3 separate regions of the Zea mays genome follow, and all the other regions are linked to region 1. A link is a contact called in public Hi-C data. All regions are on one chromosome and are shown on one strand. Each heading gives the region's core, a stretch centred on a gene start, on an enhancer-like site or on the middle of the called end of the contact. The rest is flanking DNA. Distances are from core to core; before and after follow the strand shown. Region 1 holds the start of LOC100191557. Region 2 holds the start of LOC103635707 (Glycine-rich protein family). Region 3 holds the start of LOC100283638 (saposin-like type B, region 1 family protein).

What was found. A called contact is a pair of places that touch in the nucleus more often than the background predicts.
Region 2: a contact with region 1 is called in a Hi-C map of ear, with 2.7 times the contacts expected there. The contact joins the promoter of LOC103635707 here to the promoter of LOC100191557 in region 1. A contact is called at or near these places in 2 of 25 Hi-C or Micro-C datasets (ear and leaf).
Region 3: a contact with region 1 is called in a Hi-C map of root tip, with 6 times the contacts expected there. The contact joins the promoter of LOC100283638 here to the promoter of LOC100191557 in region 1. A contact is called at or near these places in 6 of 25 Hi-C or Micro-C datasets (ear, leaf, root tip and 2 more).

Annotation. Positions count from the first base shown.
Region 1 is chr8:112,663,824-112,666,554 of Zm-B73-REFERENCE-NAM-5.0, reverse strand. LOC100191557 reads right to left here and starts at 1,348. Exons shown (of 5, transcript NM_001136987.1): 1 at 924-1,348; 2 at 715-781; 3 at 1-111. The coding sequence starts at 1,076.
Region 2 is chr8:112,908,743-112,911,473 of Zm-B73-REFERENCE-NAM-5.0, reverse strand. It overlaps LOC103635707 (Glycine-rich protein family), which reads right to left and starts at 1,340. Exons shown (of 1, transcript XM_008658093.4): 1 at 151-1,340. The coding sequence starts at 1,244. The coding sequence ends at 594.
Region 3 is chr8:112,485,629-112,488,359 of Zm-B73-REFERENCE-NAM-5.0, reverse strand. It overlaps LOC100283638 (saposin-like type B, region 1 family protein), which reads left to right and starts at 1,391. Exons shown (of 6, transcript NM_001156539.2): 1 at 1,391-1,686; 2 at 2,481-2,560. The coding sequence starts at 2,482.

The DNA.
Region 1 (2,731 bases), core at 99-2,598:
CAAACGCATAGCCCTTGTCGTCCGCCTGGAACGGGATGGGAAGGACCAGGTCCGGTCTGCCCGGCGACAGGATCGTCAGGTCCAGCACCGTGACCTCTGGCTCCGCAGTTTCTGCAGCACCCAAGAATAATGTCCATTCACTAGTACAGAGAAGTTCTATAGTGGCGGTTGTAAATCTATTTATAGTGGCGTTTTTCGTAACCGCCAGTGCTAGGGGCCAGTAGAAATCATCATTTTTACAGGCGGGTAACTGAGGACCGCCAGTGAAAATCGATTTTCACTGGCGGTCGGCGTAATAAAACCGCCAGTGAAAATCGATTTTCACTGGCGGTCGACGTAATAAAACCGCCAGTGCAAATCGTTTCCAGGAAACATAAAACATATTTTAAAAATAGTTAAAAAATTTATTTTTATTAGGGGGGCCTCACAGCCCACCCCACCCGCCATTACAAATCATGGATTTCTACTGGCGGTTTTCTTAAGGAACCGCCAGTAGAAATACGATTTCTAGTGGCGGTTTTCTTAAGGAACCGCCACTAGAAATAACACAGTCGGTGGATAACCGAATCCGCCTGTAAAAATATATCGTCCCCGCAGGTTTTGAGCCTTTTTCTGTTCAGGAACGCACCATGCATGGCTCGATCCGTATGGACATGAGATCGAGTACAGGGTGATAATATGAGAGGGAGGTTAGTTAGTTAGTTAGAATCTCACCTCCTAGCTGCTCGGTGTCGACCTGCCCAAGGAGCTGCTCCTTCCACCTCCTCAGGCTCTCATCGTCCTACGCGGATCAGAGTGGGGGGTTTTCAGTTGTTCAGAAACGGATGAGACGAAGATGTCAAGATCCGACCGATCCTACATGATGAAATGAAAGCAGCGCGCGCCATTGAATTGTTCAGGCATTGACGAAGACATATACGTACCTTGTCGAGCTCGAGCTGTTCCTTGAGGGGGACCTGGGGGCCAAGCACGACGACGCGCTTGTTGCCTTCCTCGTCCTCTTCTTCGTCCTCGACGTCCGTCCCGCAGTCGTGCTTCTCCTTCTCCTTCTCCTTTTCTCTCTCCGTGTCGTCCATGGGCGGCTAATGCACACGGCCGGATGCGCTCCCAACGCGCGCGGTCGACAGGGATGTGACCACCGTACGTACGTGGCGCGATGATGGAGATCGAAGAGGACGACGGAGAGCGGCACTACTCAAAGTTTGGGAGCGGCCGGCCGCGTCGTCGCACTGCGATTTGTATGATTATGCTCAATAAAACTACGGATGGTGCATGGGGTTTGATCCCGGTGGTGGAGATAGAGAGCGGGCCGGCCGGGCGGACGCGGAAGGGGCGCCCGGTGTGCGCATCACCACTCACTCCCCTGTGTGAGCCTCTCCTGCGGATCCGGGGAGCCAACCATTACGTCCACCTCTCGTTGGCTCGTTACGCTCTGGCACGGTATTTGTTTTCTGCGGCTTGGCATGAATTTTCCCGTCTCACTTGTTTCATTTGTTTTTGGCCTTCCGTGTCCCTCAGTGTTTTCATTGTCCTGTAACTGTTTGGGTTGGAAAATAGGTGCATTATCTCTTTATAATTTGTTTGATCCTTTAATTAATTTTATCTCAATATTGAATAGAAATAAAGCTCAATTCTAATCTGATCCTAACATTTTATGGTTTAAAATTTAGAGTTCATTACCATCCATGCAGTTTAATTTAGACCTAGCCATAAAGTATTATTATCAAGAAAACTATAGTATCATGTATGCAATTTGCGTGTTGAAAGTGTTTATATACCCAATGCATATGGGCTGGCCCGTCGGGCGGCTGCGACCCGACCCGCTCGAAACCCGTCACGGCCTAGTAGACGGTGTGCCCGGACCAGGCTGGCACGATGCGCGGGCCATGCTTGGGCTGCATATGTGGCCCGTGGTGTAAGCACGGTCCGGTCCGGCTAACGTGCACGGCCCGACACCAGCCCGGCTAGAGTGCACAGCCGCGCGCACGGGCACCACACATGTATACACACACCACCTTGCTTGGGCTGTGCATATGTGGCCCATGGTGTAAGCACGGTCTGGTCCGGCTAACGTGCACGGGCCGACACCAGCCCGGCTAGAGTGCACAACCGCGCGCACGGGCACCACACATGTATACACACACCACCTTGCTTGGGACGCATATGTGGCCCATGGTGTAAGCACGGTGCGGTCCGGCTAACGTGCATGGTCCGGTCCGGCTAACGTGCACGGGCCGACACCAGCCCGGCTAGAGTGCACAGCCGCGCGCACGGGCACCACACATGTATACACACACCAGCACCGGCCCGCTCCCACTCCCCATCCACAATCCACACAAGCATACTCTCGCTCGTTCAAGAAACCCTAATCTCGTATGTTCCCCATTTGCCTCCCTCATCGCCTCGCGCAGACGCACTCGCTCGCGTCGTCGTCTCCGGCTCCGATCGGTGCTCGGCGTCCAGGTTCGAGCTCCTCTCGTCCGCCCCATTGGTTGTTGCCCCCTAGTCAAGAATCTGGTGCTCTGGTTTCAAGTCTGGTCTCCATTGCTACTCGCTTGCTCCACTTCTAGGTTTTAGATCTGCTCTGGGTATCAGCTTCCATTGTTGTGTGCCTGTGTTCTCCTCTCTGTTCTTGCCTTCTACTACCTTCTAGCTACCCCTCCTGCCCTCCATTACCTCCTAACTTCTCTGTTTGGAAACCCTAATCCTCGATCTTTCAATATCTCTGCTC
Region 2 (2,731 bases), core at 91-2,590, 240 kb before region 1:
GATGCCTAGTACAATAGCAATTTGAGCTCAGAATATGCTGGGCCGAATCACCCACAAAGAGAGCATCTCAACTTGAAGTTTGCAAGAACAGTCTCATCTCTATCTTGGAATAGCATGTCAACATACATTCTGGAGTGCAATGCAAGAGCATTTTCCACTTGCAAAAGACATGAAAACGGAATGCAGTGCATTTTCCACTATGTTTGGTTGACATAAGCAATCAATATTGAAATTGGAACAAGAACCACCATCTCAAGAACCAAACCTTTGTTTGGTCCGGACTCTGACTATGAAATCTATACCAGTGATAATCTACAACAAGAACACGCCAGCCGCAAAATCTAGTAAATCAGACAAGCATAAAGAAGTACAACAAATCTTGAGAACCGTAGAGACTAATCTAATTTACAAATAGAACAGCCTTATCTTACAATTTAACGGATGACTGAACTGAAGCCTGAACCGAATTCATCAAGAGTTTTAATTTGATGTGGAGAGCAGGGCCTACCGACCAGGCTGACAGAGCGATGAGATTGTCAGATCTTGGCTGGGTGGTGGAGGCCAGGGCCAGCATTAGTGAGCTCGGCCGACGGTCAGCATCGGAAGCCGAGCACGCGGCCGTCGGCCGGCGAGACGCCAATGCGGCACACCTTGGCCGCCTCGACGTGGTGGGTTAACACCTTGAGAACGGTGACCTTGCCCTTGACCCGCAGCAGCGAGTCCACCTCCATCACCGGCGGCTGCACTAGAGCCGCAGTGACGTGCGGGGACGGGCCGGACGCCGGGACGGAGATGGTGGTCGGCTGCGCGGCGGCGCCCGTGGCCGAGACGGCGAAGGCGGGGACGGTGAAGCTGGTGGCCATGTACTGCGTGCGGCCGCCGTCGATCTGGCCTGCCGGGATGTACATGGAGCCGACCTCGCCGCCGGCGTAGGCGACGTGGAGGGAGCTGTCGTAGTGCGTGAGCGGGGACCGGTTGGGGTTGCGCACGGAAGCCAGCTGCTGGAAGGTGAAGGCGACGGTGCCGTTGGCCACGGCGAAAGCGGGGAGCTGCACGGCCGTCACGGCGATGGCCGGCGCGCGCGGGCGGAAGAACACGAACAGCAGCACCGCCGCGACGCAGGCGGCTAGGAGGAGGAAGAGGACCGCCAAGATGCAAGACGCCGCGGGTGAGGAGGAGGAGCGGCGGCCGGCGCCCGCGGCGGCATAGTGCTGCGGCGGCAGCCCCGGCGCTGATCTGGCCATGGCGGCCGGCCGGGCGAGTGAATCTTGCTTTGGTGGGCGAGCAGAGGAGACAGTGGACGAGGAGAGCAGGGTGGAAGGAATAGGAATTAGGAGGTCACTGTACTGCGCACACGCGCTCTATCGAGCGGGGCCCACGGGTTTTTGTACCCGGTGGACATGGATACGGGTTGAAAAACTCACCCGTGGATCCTATCGGGTCGGGTACCCGAAATACGTCGGATAGGGTACGGATAGTATATTTTACCCATGGATATCCACTGGATACCCGAAATATTAATTCACAATTTTACATGTTGTGTTTTTGGCCCATGAAGCAAAGAAAAAAAGCTCAAGGCAGTGAACCGGCTAACCCTAAGTCCCTAAGTTCCCGGCCTCCCATCTCGCCATTCTATATTTTACTAAATTTCTATTTGAATAACTATATGATCTGTCAGTTTGTTAGGATGGCATGCAATCTGAAACCATTGATCCATGAACTTGTTGGTTGCTACTACGAAGTTGCTGCCTGCCTGCTACTACATGAACATCATGGACTTCCTGTCATTGTGGTGTTTCTTATATTTGTGTTGTGTGAACTATGATTTGTGAACTGGACATGTACTATGATTTGTGAACTGAATGTGTACTATGATTTGTGAACTGTACTATGGTATGTGAACTGGACGTGTACTAGTCATGAACTTGAATGTGTACTATGATTTGTGAACTGTACTATGGTATGTGAACTGGACGTGTACTAGTCATGAACTGTACTATGATTTGTAAATTGGTGATGTTGCTTATCAATTTCACATGTTGTGATGGTGTTCATTAACTCCCATCTGTCATAAATTGTGTTGCTCATCAATTTACATGTAGATTTATATTTTATAGTAGCATATCCACCGTATACCCGATACCCGACGGATACCCGGTGGATACGGGTACGGGTCCATTTTTTTACCCGATTGACTTGGTGGATATGGATATTTGTATAAGGACCGGGTATGATATCGGGTCGGGTATTATCATACCCGAACACAACCCGACCCGCTGCCATCCCTACGCGCGAGTCTCTCGAGGGACTCGGTTTACTGTCTTCGACCATTAGACCAACTCCAGCAACACTCCCCATCCCACTCCACATCCGTATTATACACGCTCTGAGTCACTATTTCGCTCTCCAGCAGCCTCCGCATCCGTCTCCGCAAAACAGACGCCGTGTACCTGCACTCCCCTTTTCCACGGTTTCTCTCTCCTCTCCGCAGAAGACTGCATGCGCCACCTCCTGCTCGCGGGCCCCAGCTGTCATAGACTGTATGCGGAGTGCAAATACGGAGTCTGCTGGAAACGGGGACGGATACGGAGAGGAGAGAGAAACTGTTGGCCGTGCTAAATACGGATACGGAGAGGGAGTCTGCTGGAGTTGGTCTTAGGCATTTAGGCTCCCTAGGTCCCTCTTCTAATTCTTACTTTATAAATCATCTTAAAAATTTATTGCCCTATAT
Region 3 (2,731 bases), core at 142-2,641, 180 kb after region 1:
CTTGCAGATCTTCGTACGTGACGGAGGAAATGGGCCACGTGTCGCGGGGGGGGGGGGGGGGAGAACACTGAGCTTCTCAGCCATAGCAACCGAGGAGGAAGACGAAGGAGGGCGCACATGCGTTTTTTTTCTTTCTGTGGCTAAGGAAGGCAAAGGTGAGGTAAGAAACGGGAGGATCCCATCTCGGTCACCGAGGGTTGGGCTGAGCCTCCCCAAGTCAAAACCGGGAGTGGGCTTTGTATCTTCGAATTTGACGCGCCGCAACGGACGACCTGTGGGTCATCACGTCTCATCACATTAATTCCCACCTACGGGTTGCATGTCCTGTCCGGATGACGCAAGGTAACGGGCGCCGCTTCGCCTCCCTGGGTAAGCGCATCAAAAGGTGTGCCACACTCTCTCCCCGTTTTCCATTCCTCCACAGGTAGCAGGAAGGGGACGCCCCCTCAGGGGTTCGAAGGGGGCTTGGGTACGTGATCGAGCCATCGGCCTTGGCCTCGGCTCTCAGCAGAAATCGGGCGGGCATAAGTCAACAACAAGTATAAGGGCCCGTTTGGTTCCTTTAGTCTAGGGACTAACTAAAGTTTAGTCCCTACCATGTTTGGGTCTAGGGACAAATTATTCAAAATGCATTAAATGGAGCAAAAGAGGACTAAAATACCCCTTAGCATTCTTCCGCCATTATCGCAACTGAAATAAAGGAGGGGCAAAAATTGGAATTTATATGGTTTATTTCCTTTTAGTCACCCCTTAAGGGTTGATTTGGTGACCGGGGATCCCGAGGGGAAGAAATCCTCTTGCTATTCAAAATTGAATTGCAAGGGGATTCCTCCCCCATGGATCCCCTAGGGATCCCTAATCACCAAATCAGCCCTAAGGGACTAGAGACAAACAGTTTAGTCCCATCGTTTGGCAATTTAGGAACTAAATAGGACTAAAATAGAGGGACCAATCTTTAGTCACTCAAACCAAATGAGGCCTAAGACTCATGCTCCCGTCCATACCGTTTACTGGGACTCGGCTTAACCTCCTCATTGTTCGTGACCAGCTCCGGTACTCCTATACCCCTCCTTGTGGCTATAAATAGGGCAGTCTACGACTTCAAGGGGGCAAGGCGGACACTTCACAGTTTTTACCACCACTATGATATTGACACTTATTTCAATTAACTCCTGTGAATTGGGATCCCTCTCTCTCTAGATGAACTTGTATTCCTTACAATAAGCACTTAGTTACAAGTAATATAAGTCTCACTCCTACTCTGCTGAAAGTAGTGACTTCTTTTGTCTGATCAGAATAAAGACTTGTGTAATCTTGCATTATCCCGTGTCAGGACACACAGTATTATTTCAATTGTTGGTAAGACCCTGGATCGACACATCGAAAGAAATAGAAATAGAAATTATGGTAACACCCTAATACATTCCCTCGCTCGCGGCCTTGTACAGCATACTGTCCTTGCGGCGCTGCTGGCTCCGCCGGGTGTTGGGTCAACGTTCTCCCGTCCCCCCGAGCGCAGTCTCGCGTGGTTCTCCCGTCCCCCGAGGCCCGAGCGTAGTCTCTCTCTTTTGCCGTGGTTCTCCAGTCCTCCCTCATCCGCTCTCTTTCTTTCTCTCGTGGCGAGTGGTAACGACGTCAGGTGCTCAGGTCTTGTTCAGGCCCTTCGCCGGCGACGAGCACACAGCAGTATGCCTAACCTTTCTCTTCCCCTAACTTAGGGTGGGACTAATTTGTAGTTACTCTATTTTATTCTATTTTAGTTCCTAAATTACCAAATATGTAACCTAAAATAGAGTTTTAGTTTCCACATTTAAAATTTAGAGACTAAAATAGAATAAAATAGAGGAACTAAAAATTAGTCTCTAGAAACTAAACACCCCATAACTGTTTGTATTCGAATAGGGTGTTATTACACAGTATACATGTAGTATTACTCCTACTAAATCTGATTTTTTTGCCAGAAATCATGGAGAAAATAAAGTTAATCTTTTTAGATGCATATCTGGTGTTCATGTATTTTTTTACTTATTTTGAGTTGTCGTTAGGTTTACTTGAAAATTTGCACATAATGAAAGAACAAAGAAACAAGTTGGAGTGGATAACAGAGCCAACTGAACTTTTTTCCCTCTCTTCGAAATTGATAGTCATTTCTATTATAGTCTCCTATATTGTTGTTTGAAGCCAACTTCAAACCAAGTTTAATGATCTGAGACAAAACTGAATTTCATTCAAATTCTGCTACTTTTGATTTTGAAAGAAAAACAAGGGCAACTGGAACATATTTTTGTAACAAACCACCGGGTTTATTGTCCAGCCCTCAGATTTGTGCTTGAAAGGAAATTATCTGCCTCTTTTTTATGTCTACCATTTAACTTTTGCATTATCTGCTAGTTTAGTTACTAGTTAGCAAATAATTGATAGTGACATTGTTTATGGAATGGACTGAATTGTTCCTTATAATTCATATGTGTTACATGCAGAATGGATACAGGAGCTCAAGCTATGTTCATCATCAGTCTTGTGCTCTGGTGTACTACAAGCTTTGCCTTGGATGATGCTGGTGCGTAATGATTTATTGTATGCAAACCTGTGTAGGGCGAGTATTACATCTCTAGTAATTTTGTTTTATTCAATTTTCTCAGAATAAAGTTTTGATCATGTGATAAAGGTCTAGTATTCTATTTTTTAGGGTTTTAAAAAGAAAACAGTGCAACATCAGTACTGAATATTA